Regions from separate parts of the Mus musculus genome. Here regions 1 and 3 are each linked to region 2. The links are chromatin contacts, called in public HiCAR-type and promoter capture Hi-C maps. All regions are on one chromosome and are shown on one strand. The core of a region is the stretch at or near the end of the contact, and the rest is flanking DNA. Distances in the headings are between cores, read along the strand shown. Region 1 holds the start of Serf2 (small EDRK-rich factor 2). Region 2 holds the start of Vps18 (VPS18 CORVET/HOPS core subunit). Region 3 holds the start of Eif3j1 (eukaryotic translation initiation factor 3, subunit J1).

Region 1 (3,288 bases), core at 35-2,534, 2.2 Mb before region 2:
TCTATTCTGTACTAAGTACCACACCCCAACAACACTAGTGAGAAAGTCGGGAAGAGGGAGGAGAGACAAGCAGCAAGGAGGGTCAAAAGTACTGGGCTGTCAAAACAACTACACTTGATATGTGAAGCCCCTGCCCTTGCCCTTAAGGTCAGAACTAAGGCCCGCAGAAATCAGCCTGCGGACAGGGACCCGCCCCAGTCCCTTCCTGTATGGCTGTGACCTAACAATTTAGAGTGGGGAGGAAATAAAACCCTAGAGGAAGCAATGCACTCTGCCCCTCACATCTAACCTAGACTTGGACCCTGCAATAGCTCTCTCTCCTGGTACACCCCTTTCTCTAACCCAGGTCTCCCCGTCCAGTCCCGGCCCGACCCTTCCTTTTCCCTCCCTGGGGCTACCTCTGCTTGCGGGCGGCAGCAGAAAGCCCATCATCTCGGCGCTTTCCCTTAACCGAGTCGCTCTGCTTCTTCATGTTCTTCTGGCGGGCGAGCTCTCGCTGGTTACCGCCTAAGAAGAAGAGAAGGTACAAAGTGAGACGCCGGAGCCGCTCCACGTACACACCAGCGCCCCTCCTCCCCGCAACTGGGACCCCGACCGTCCCCCCAACCCCCGCCGCAGCGCCGACCCCATCGCGGGGCTTCGGCTGCCCGGGGTAGGTTAACTTGGGGGTGCGGGAGGACGGTGCGGTCGAGACTGCTGGCGGCGCGCGTCAAGTTTGAGGCGGCGCGGGGGCCCAGACAGCTGCTGCGGTGTGTGGGACGCGCCGGGGCCTCACGGGCACGCGCCGGGGCCCACCACTCAGGGAACCCGGCTTCCCCAGCGCGGAAAGCCGGCGGCGGCCCGCGCCCAACACAGGGGTCTCCGCAAGTGGCGGCGTGCAGAGGGCTGCGCTTCCGGCTGGGCGGGAGGCAGCTGGAGAGCGCTCCCTAAAGACCCTTCCGCCCGCCGGGGAAGCCGAGGGGACGCACACGCCGGCACCCGGGCGCGCGGGGAGCGAGAGCAGAAAGAAAAGGGAGAGAGGAAAAGGTCCCAGCACTCACGGGTCATGGCGACGGCAGCGGCTCCAACCTGCCTCCGTTGCGTCCCCCTCGTTCGGGCCGACGTTGCAGGCCCCGCCCCCTTCGCGCGACGCCACCAAGTCGTCTTCTTCCTCCCGCCCCTTCACGCCCGGGCGCCCGCTTTCATTGGGCAGGGGGAAACACGTGGAGTGCGGTGCCACGCGCCAGTCCCGGAGGGCGAAGAGCGGAGCTCGGCGGGCGGAGCGCTGGCACGGGGCGGGGCTTCCCCGGAGCGCTGGGTCCCAGCCTGTAGAAACTAGGCCGGGTCACGTGGCCGGGGGGTGGAGGGGTGCGGCTGGCGATGTGGCGCTCCGACGGGGCCGGGCACGTGACTAGGCAAAGTGACCTCATGTGGGACAGTTTAGGGTACTGACTGACAAAGTCGCCCCGAAGGAACGCGGGGGAGGGGCGGGGCGGGGACGGGACGGGGTGAGGGCGGGATTTCCTAGGTCGTTCATCCGGTTATGTGCTATCAGTTCTCTGGAGCTAAACTTAGTGCGGTTCCCCGGTCTCCGAGCCTCTTGGCCGAACACTTGCCACAGTTGTCTGAAAACATACGCAGACAATTAGGAAACCCCTTTCCACTTTCCTCGCCCCTAAGCGCAGCCAGTTTTAGTGTGTCATAAAGTGATCCTGCAATCATTTCCCAAGAGCTTGAGTCCAGAGCTCCTGCATGCACATCTCCACTACTGAACTGGACTTAAGACTGCCCACAGAAACTTTGAATGTGCCTTGGGGGTGACGAAGCATACCCGAATCTGACTGTGGAGTTACTTCAGGAACCGAGATTAGGGAATGCTCCTATTTTATTAGTTTGCATCTCTCTCTTTCTCTCTCTCTCTCTCTCTCTCTCTCTCTCTCTCTCTCTCTCTCTCTCTGTCTCTGTCTCTCTGTCTCCTCTCTCCTCCTCTCTCCTCTCTCTCGACCGTGCCTACATTGTATCATTTCCCCTAAACCTTACATTTGGTTTGTAAGAGAAATCAGGCTGGTAACTAAATCTTTATTTTCGGTTGCTGAATCACAGATGCGCGCGCCCCCTGTAGAAAAGATTAGTTAAGCCTTCTCTCCCTTCCCAGGTCCAAGACAACAGGAATTCTGCTAAACTATCATGAAATAACCCCAACATGAACCAGAACAGTAGGATGCGTTTCCTGCTGACCAGAGGCACTTTATCCTGTCCAGTACCTTCACTAAGCAGCTGAATTCAGAGACTTCACTCCACTCTTTCACCAGAGTCGCCTAAGACTACTGAAAAACACAGATATTTACACTACGATTTATAATAGAAAAATTACAGTTTAAAAATAATTCTAGCCGGGCGGTGGTGGCGCACGCCTTTAATCCCAGCACTTGGCGGATTTCTGAGTTCGAGGCCAGCCTGGTCTACAGAGTGAGTTCCAGGACAGCTAGGGCTACACAGCTGTTGTCTCGAAAAACAAAAACAAAAAATAATTCTATGGTTGGGGGTCACCACTACATAAGGAACTTTATTAAGGGGTCGCAGGACTGGATCCATGAACTCTCATAAAATGGTAGGTATGGTGGTGTGTTATCTGTAATCCTACTACTCCCATAGTGAGAAGAGAGGTAGAGATGGGAGAATTTTCTGGAAGTTCAAGGACCAGTGAGCCTGGAATACAAAGCAAAAGCAATCCAACAGAAACAATGACAGACCCTGCCTCAGAAAGATAATAAAAGACAGTGGTGGCACACGCCTTTAATCCCAGCACTCCGGAGGCAGAGGCAGGCGGATTTCTGAGTTCCAGGACAGCCAGGGCTATGCAGAGAAACCCTGTCTCAGGACAGCCAAGGCTATGCAGAGAAACCCTGTCTCGAAAAATCAAAATAAATAAATAAATAAATAAGATAAAAGTGAAAGTTGTTCTCTAAAGACACACACCGGGATGAAGGAAATGAATTTAAATGTATGGTGGTAAATTTTGATGGGACTGTAAACTAATGCCTATCCCAGAATCAAGTTGAGACTAAGACTTCAAACTGGCTTTGTGAAGAGCAGATAGGAAACAAAACCACAAAACAAAACATTACCATCTTCAATTTTTCCTATGTTCAATCCCACTTGAACTATTAATATTTTTAAAGATTTTTTTTCAAAAATATGTGTGTGTATATGTGTCTGGGTGTGGGTTTGTGTAGTACCCATAAAGGCCAGAAAAGTGTGTTGGATAGCTTCGTGGCAGAGTAGTTACAGGTGGATATGAACCACCCA
Region 2 (3,333 bases), core at 748-3,247:
AAACCCAAGGCCTCAGGAATGCCAGGTACTCTATCACTGGGCCACAATCCCAACACCCGTTGTTCTAATAACTATTCGTGCTGGGATTCATCCTTGTGGGACAGAGGTCTAACTGTCTTATTCCAGATGGCTTATCCCAAATGATAAACAACGCTGTCAACACTTTTGGCAAATAGCGGACATACTTCAGGATTCCAGACTGTCCCAATGATCTGTGTGGCTAACTCTGGGAGGCTGAGAGCACCTTTCCCCCTGTTGAAAGACCAGAATGATTAGCTGACTCGTTCAACAGCATGGGTGGAATCTGAACATAGTTCTCTCTGATCTTCAGCCACCACACTGGTTCTCTTTGGGAAGGAATAGTGCATCTCCTGAAAAGCTATTGTGTCATTTGCTAAGTATGGAAAAAGACCCTAGTCAGCTAAAAGTCTCCAAAGATACTACCGGAGCAGTGTATCCTTGCCCAGGCTCATGCAGAGCTGATTGCAGGAGACCACGAGGCTAGTGATCCGCTCCGAGGGGGTGAAGTCAACCCGCTGCTTGGTGAAGATGGGCACCTCCTTCTCCAGGTGGGCACTTACATACCCTATAGGTGGGGAAGACAAGAGAAAAAGGCGTCCAGAGGGGGGTGAGGCACCCAGAAACCCAGAGAAACCCCAGTGTTAGCTGATACTTCTGCTTCCCAAGTATATTCCTACCCACAGGGTCTTGGTTCATAAAGAGTTCAACATGAAATAGTTTTCTGGTTGTCTTTATTGGAAGGGTCCTGGGCTCTTCCCACACTTGTGACAGTAGTAAGGGATTGGTTCTCTGTGCCTGAGATGAGGTTGTATCATGATATGCACGTTCCCAGTGGTAACGGGGGTGGGGGGAGACAGTACAGGGAGGATGGTTTTGGCATTCTCCCTTATGGTCTTTGGCCAAGAGAAACTAAAGTCCCTTCCTTGCTGTCCACACAGTATGGTTCAGTGAGTCTCCATTGTATGTAGAGAGTTCTGGGAACCCAGTCCTATCAGTCCAGTTCATAGGCTACAGTTGCTTTCTCGATAGTCCGCTGCAATATCATCATAGTGTGGGTAACCCTGCGCTGCTCTCCTACACTCTAAACTGCAGCCAGCTTTACCCCGGGACAATCATCTCCATTGTTCCTGTTCAGTAACAAAATTCCCTTTTGGATCGACCCTCCTTCACTTATAACATTCACGTTCCACCAAGTTCAGTGCTCATTCTGCCTCCTCTGCTACCTCAAGATGAAGTCTGGTGGGAACGAACACATACACAGACTCCAAAAGCTTTAAAAAAAATCCATAGAACAAGACACAGAAGCCTGGAACCTATATTCAGTTCTCCCAACTGCAGCCTATAGACAAAAGTAACAAGTACTTCCTTATCTGAGCCCAAGTTCCCTCTTTTGAAGGACCTTTGAGTTAAGGCCTAGATCACGAGGCTGTTCCTGTGGCTCTTTCAAACTTCGACCAATGACAAGCTGGGCAAGACAAGAAAGGCCTGGGGCTTAGATCCTAAACACACGCTGCAAGCTCTAGAGCTTCTCTCCCCCGTAAATGCTACCATAACAGAAAGGGGCAGAGGCGGCCTCTTCTAACTTACCAGAATGGGGGATGCCCACGCTAGGGCAACCAGTCTGCAAGACGGCCGAGCGGGACAATGAGTCCTCGTACTCATCCAGGATGGACGCCATGGCAATCAAGTTCTGGATCTCTGATCTGGGGGCTGGGGGTCACAACTGGGACCCCGGTCGTCCTGGATTTGCAAGTTGTGCTTCCCCAGCGTCTGACAGATCCTGAGAACCTTTTAAAAATTCTGGGGCCCTTTTCGCTTTCTCTGTGAAGGACGAGACGATCGAGGAGCCCCAACTAGTCCATGGCGCAGCTTTGCACCCCAGCTCCAGTCCCAAGAGATTATAGGCTCCCCTTAGCAGATCCCAGGTAATCACAACCTCGCCCAGGCAGCTCAGCTGACTCCCGCCCCCGTGACGCGTGCTTATGACGTGCTTCCGGGTTTTTCAGCCGCGAGTGTTAACTGGAGTCCTGGGCACCTGAGCCTCCACAAGGAGGCGTTGTCGGAGACTCGGCGCGGCGGGGGAGGAGCGCTTGCGGGCCACCCTGCTGCTGCAGTTCCTCATGTTGGCGCTAGGAGGCAGCCCGGGATTTCCCAGCGGCGTCCAGTAACAGGCTTGCGCGGATCCTAGGCTTCCGCAGCTCAGACTTCACTCCCTCAGACTGTCACTGAAAGGCCGGCGGTGCTCCTCCATCTGTCACACTACCTCCTGTTCCTCAATCGAATTGCTGCCTCAGTCCACCTTCACAGGCACAGGCAGAACAGTCTGAGTGTCCCTTCTTTCACCCCAGGGCCCCCTAGCTTCCAGAGGAAGTAGCTGAATGGGTCACAAGTGTGGCTCAGTGGTGCATAAGCACCTTGCCCAGCGGGTATAAGACCTGGATTTTTTTTTTTTTTCCTTACACCGCAAAAAGAAAACCATACAAAATTTAATCTCCAGCAGTGGGAAGGCTGAGGCAGGAGGATTACTAAGGACTGGGCTACAGACCCCCAGAAAACAAAACAGAAAGAAATTGACAACGCAATGGCCAGGTTAAGTAAGCTGCCTCATAGTAGCTCCTTAGTGTAGGGGGAGAGGCAAGGGTCACCGGGAAAACTGAAGCAGGCTACTTCCAGGCACTCTATACGTTGAGTGATGTTGACTGTCCTTGTCTAGCATGTGGGAAGCCTTAGGATCAAGCCCTAGTATCAGAAAAAGAAAAGGGGGTTATATATAGTCTTCAGGAAAGTCACGAGCGAAACCCTATAAGCCGTGTAATGGGGTGGAGAGGAAGCGGGGCTGGCCTTGGGCAGACTGTGGAAGCTATCGTGTGATCCACTGGAGGCTATAACTGGGGATAAGATCTGATGTTGGTACTGGGAAGCAGGTGTTTGAAAAGGACATGAGACCTGAGGCAGAAGACAGGCCTTATGTATCCATCCGGGAGAGAGAGAGCTGGGAAGTGGGAGACCATCTCAGAGGAAGGCACCAGAGACCTAGTGACAGGTTAGGTATGGCAGGCAGATGAAGGAGAGTGTGGGGACAGCTGGAGACCTGGCTGGTGGGAACAGAGGAGGAGCCAAATGAGAGGGGGTGGAGGTCACATGACTGAGCTCAGGGCACTGCTAGGGAACTTACTGGGGAACCCCAGCTTTACCTGTAACCTGCTCCAGGGCAGTCACCAATAACTAACTAGTGAATGTTTATTAGACATTTGCATAAACGAACTCTCTCATGGCTCAGTTTCTACATTTATAAAATGAGAAAAAAAAAAT
Region 3 (3,274 bases), core at 33-2,532, 2.7 Mb before region 2:
AAGTAGCCAGTCAACAGCACTATTATTAACTTCATTATTAACTTCAATGTACACAAAGATCACTTCATTCCTCAAATTCAGGCTGTCTGGTAAAGTAGACATACACTTCAGCAAAGTTCAGAGTAAAAATGAAAAATCCAAACAGTATATCTAAAGCTGTAAGATGAGCCCGTGAGAGTTTTTAAGAACAATAAAGGTGAATAGGACTCGAATTTACAATACAAAAAAAAAAAAAAACAAACAAACCACTGGCCCCTGGTCTACCACAACCACCAACTCTTTGGGGTTTTTTTCTAAGCCTGTCTGTCCCTGTGTAGATGAATAACTGTTAGCTCTGTTTTTCAGAGTTCACAGTTCTGTCCACTAACCCGATGGTTATCTCAGTGCTCTCAGTTCATCCTTCTTACCACAGGGTGGGGGAAGGGAGAGCTAAAAGTTGTTTTACTACTCCAATTCTAGTTTAGAAAATTCAATGTATTTTCTCCATCTAATCGCTCAAACGAGCTACCGGCCTTCACAATCATACCTAAGTTACTGACACATGGGAGAGCCGAACTAGGAAAAGCGGATCCACGACTTTCCATATGGGACAAACACTGAAACCGAGTTCCCGATCTGTTCGCCTAGTTTCGGTGAGAGGTTCTGGACTGCGAAGATAGCACGTGGGCCGACCGGACTGCTGCTGTCACTTCTCGTCTCCAGTTAGGTTCCAGGCCAGAGAGCCGACCCTCGGTGAAGGGCTGGGGCCCAGGCGGTCACCACCCTCCGCAGAGTCCGGCCGGACAAGCTGCCGCCTTGCTGCCCACATGGCCGTCCAGCCGAGGGAACCTCCGGGCCGAAGCTCACGCGGGACCCACGGCCCGCAGGCCCGGGCGGCGCCCCGGGGGCCCGATCTCCCCGCCCGCAGCCGGCGCCCACGGGCGTAGCCTGGCTCCCGGGCCCGAACCTACCTTCACGTCCTCGTCCTCGTCCTCGCCTTCCCAGCGGTCCCCGCCGGCCGTGCCGCCGCCCGCGACCTTCCGCACCGGGTCCTCCATAGAGAACGTGTCCGCGTCTACGGAAGAGAGCGAGTCGCGTTAGTACCCGCGTGGGAGCGGGGCCGCCACAGCCCGCATTTGGGCCGGAACTTCTGCTCACCCCAAGAGTCTGAGTCCCCCGCCGCCGCTGCCGCCGCCGCCGCCGCCGCCATCTCGAACCGGGGGTGAGCGTGTGCGATGGGAAGAGCTGCGAAGAGTTAGCGCGGCAGAGGTGAGTCACTGGGCTGGCTCTCGTTGGCCCGCGCAGGGCAGGCTGGGACAGTGGCTGACTGGGCGCCCGGCAGAGGCTCCGCCCCACGGGCGACGCGCGCGGCAGGGGCGGGGCGGGCGGGGTGGGGCGACGCTGGGCTGGGAGACGCGGACCAGCCTGGTCCCCCCAAGCCACACCCCTCACCCCCTCATCCCCCACCCCCCGCGAGAAGAGAAAGGAAGTGCGCACGCGTGAGTCGGGCGGTGCTCGGCTAGCGAGTGGGTCTTCTAGTGCTGGCTGATCGTGAGCCGGCAGCAGGCGAGCAGCGAGGAGGAAGTGGACAGGGCAGATATCCCGTGGCCTCCTAGCATTCGGGCACGGAGATGGAAGTATACTCCAAGTCTCCCTGGTTCTCCCTTCCGGTGATCACCCGAAGTCCTGCACGGTGATTGTTTTGGCGAAAACATTTCGGAGTTCCGTGGTCCGTCCCAGGCTTATTCTAGTTTGTCCTCAACACAGTAGCAAAATAGTTATGTAAACAGATTTCGACACAGTGCAGTGGCTGCAACAAAAAGAAGCATTATGAGGTTAGATGTTAAAAAGGTAGCATTAACGACGACGGAAGTTTCAGTTTTCTGCCCGCGGTAGGCACTGGTGAAGCTGGAGTTTGAGAAACCAAGTGACTTGTGCTCCGGTGCATTTCTGGTAGAGAGAAGGCTTGTGGTGCTCATCTGAGTGCATTCTAACAGGTAAACTGATAAAAAGAACCTAAAAGGAGCAAAATTCTCTCCCCCTTGGCACAGGGCTTCCCAGTAAGGACATTAAGAAGGAAGGAGCTAGTTTAGATATTGTCTGATTTTCCAATATATTCATTGTTTTTAAAGTTTTTTGTTTTGTTTTGCTTTGTTTTTAAGACAAGTTTCTCTCTGTAGCCTGGGCTGTCCTGGAACTCGCTCTGTGAACCAGGCTGGCTCCCAGGTGCTGGGATTAAAGGCATGAGCTTAGGTTTTAAGTCTTTAAAAAAAACAGACACACATCAGCCATTCTTAGTACTTTCCGTTTCTTGTGTATTTTTCGTCTACAAGTAAACATTTTATAAGGTGGTCTTTCAAGAAATGTTCTACCGCAATTTTTTTGTGTTTGTTTGTTTGTTTGTTTGTTTTCGAGACAGGATTTCTCTGTGTAGCCCTGGCTGTCCTGGAACTCACTCAGTAGACCAAGCTGGCCTCAAACTCAGAAATCAGCCTGCCTCTGCCTCCCGAGAGCTGGGATTAAAGGCGTGCGCCACCACGCTCAGCTGTTCGACAGCATTATTAAAATGAGAGATGACGCTCTATAAAAGAAAGCATCCGCCCAGCGTGGTGGCACACGTGGTGGCCAGCCTGGTCTACAGAGTGCCAGGACAGCCAGGGCTACACAGAGAAGTCCTGTCTCAAAAAACCAAAAAAAAAAAAAAAAAAAATCCATTTATGATTTTACAAAGTACCTAGTACATAAGTATAGGATAAAACCAAGAGCCTCTGCCTTCCTTGCATTACCACTGAGCTATGCGATTTCCAACTCGAATGAATTAATTCTGCAAGGATAACTCAAGCCCAAATTAAGCCAGTGACAATGGAGAGGAAGGAACCAGTCTGAAAACTATTTTAAGGTCAAAGGCAACAGAATGGCTAATTCTATTTATCAGCTTGACTAGACTGTGGTACCTATGTCCCCTAGCTTTTAGTCAAATACCAGTCTAATCGCTGTGAATGTTAGATGTGACTAATGTTTAAATCAATAAATTGAGTAAAGCATTGTAATACATGTTGATCCAGTCGTGAATCCAAATTAAGACAAGACCCTAGGAAGGAAGACTTATGCATCCAGGATCTGTCCCAACCTGTCTGAATAAATAGTAAATAACATTGCTTCCTTCCAGATAAAATATCTTTAATGACTTTGTTTTTAGAAAAACCTCAACTTTTTAGCCTGGGGATGTAACATAGTTGGCAGACTGTTTGCCCAACATGCACAAGGCCATAAATTCAATCCTTAGCACCATATA

Evidence for each region. Promoter capture Hi-C pulls out the DNA fragments that hold promoters and counts their contacts. HiCAR-type assays count read pairs that join an accessible place to other places.
Region 1: a HiCAR-type map of astrocytes shows a contact between it and region 2, with 6 times the contacts expected there. The contact joins the promoter of Serf2 here to the promoter of Vps18 in region 2. A contact is called at or near these places in 1 of 115 datasets of contacts at active chromatin or transcription factors (astrocytes) and 2 of 9 other capture datasets (adipose tissue and liver).
Region 3: a contact with region 2 is called in a promoter capture Hi-C map of liver, with 6 times the contacts expected there. The contact joins the promoter of Eif3j1 here to the promoter of Vps18 in region 2. A contact is called at or near these places in 2 of 39 promoter capture datasets (hippocampal neurons and liver) and 1 of 115 datasets of contacts at active chromatin or transcription factors (embryonic forebrain).

Annotation. Positions count from the first base shown.
Region 1 is chr2:121,447,194-121,450,481 of GRCm38.p6, reverse strand. Serf2 (small EDRK-rich factor 2) reads right to left here and starts at 1,284. Exons shown (of 3, transcript NM_011354.3): 1 at 1,041-1,284; 2 at 399-507. The coding sequence starts at 1,047.
Region 2 is chr2:119,287,406-119,290,738 of GRCm38.p6, reverse strand. It overlaps Vps18 (VPS18 CORVET/HOPS core subunit), which reads right to left and starts at 1,997. Exons shown (of 5, transcript NM_172269.3): 1 at 1,609-1,997; 2 at 445-586. The coding sequence starts at 1,699.
Region 3 is chr2:122,026,588-122,029,861 of GRCm38.p6, reverse strand. Eif3j1 (eukaryotic translation initiation factor 3, subunit J1) reads right to left here and starts at 1,282. Exons shown (of 8, transcript NM_144545.4): 1 at 1,138-1,282; 2 at 951-1,054. The coding sequence starts at 1,189.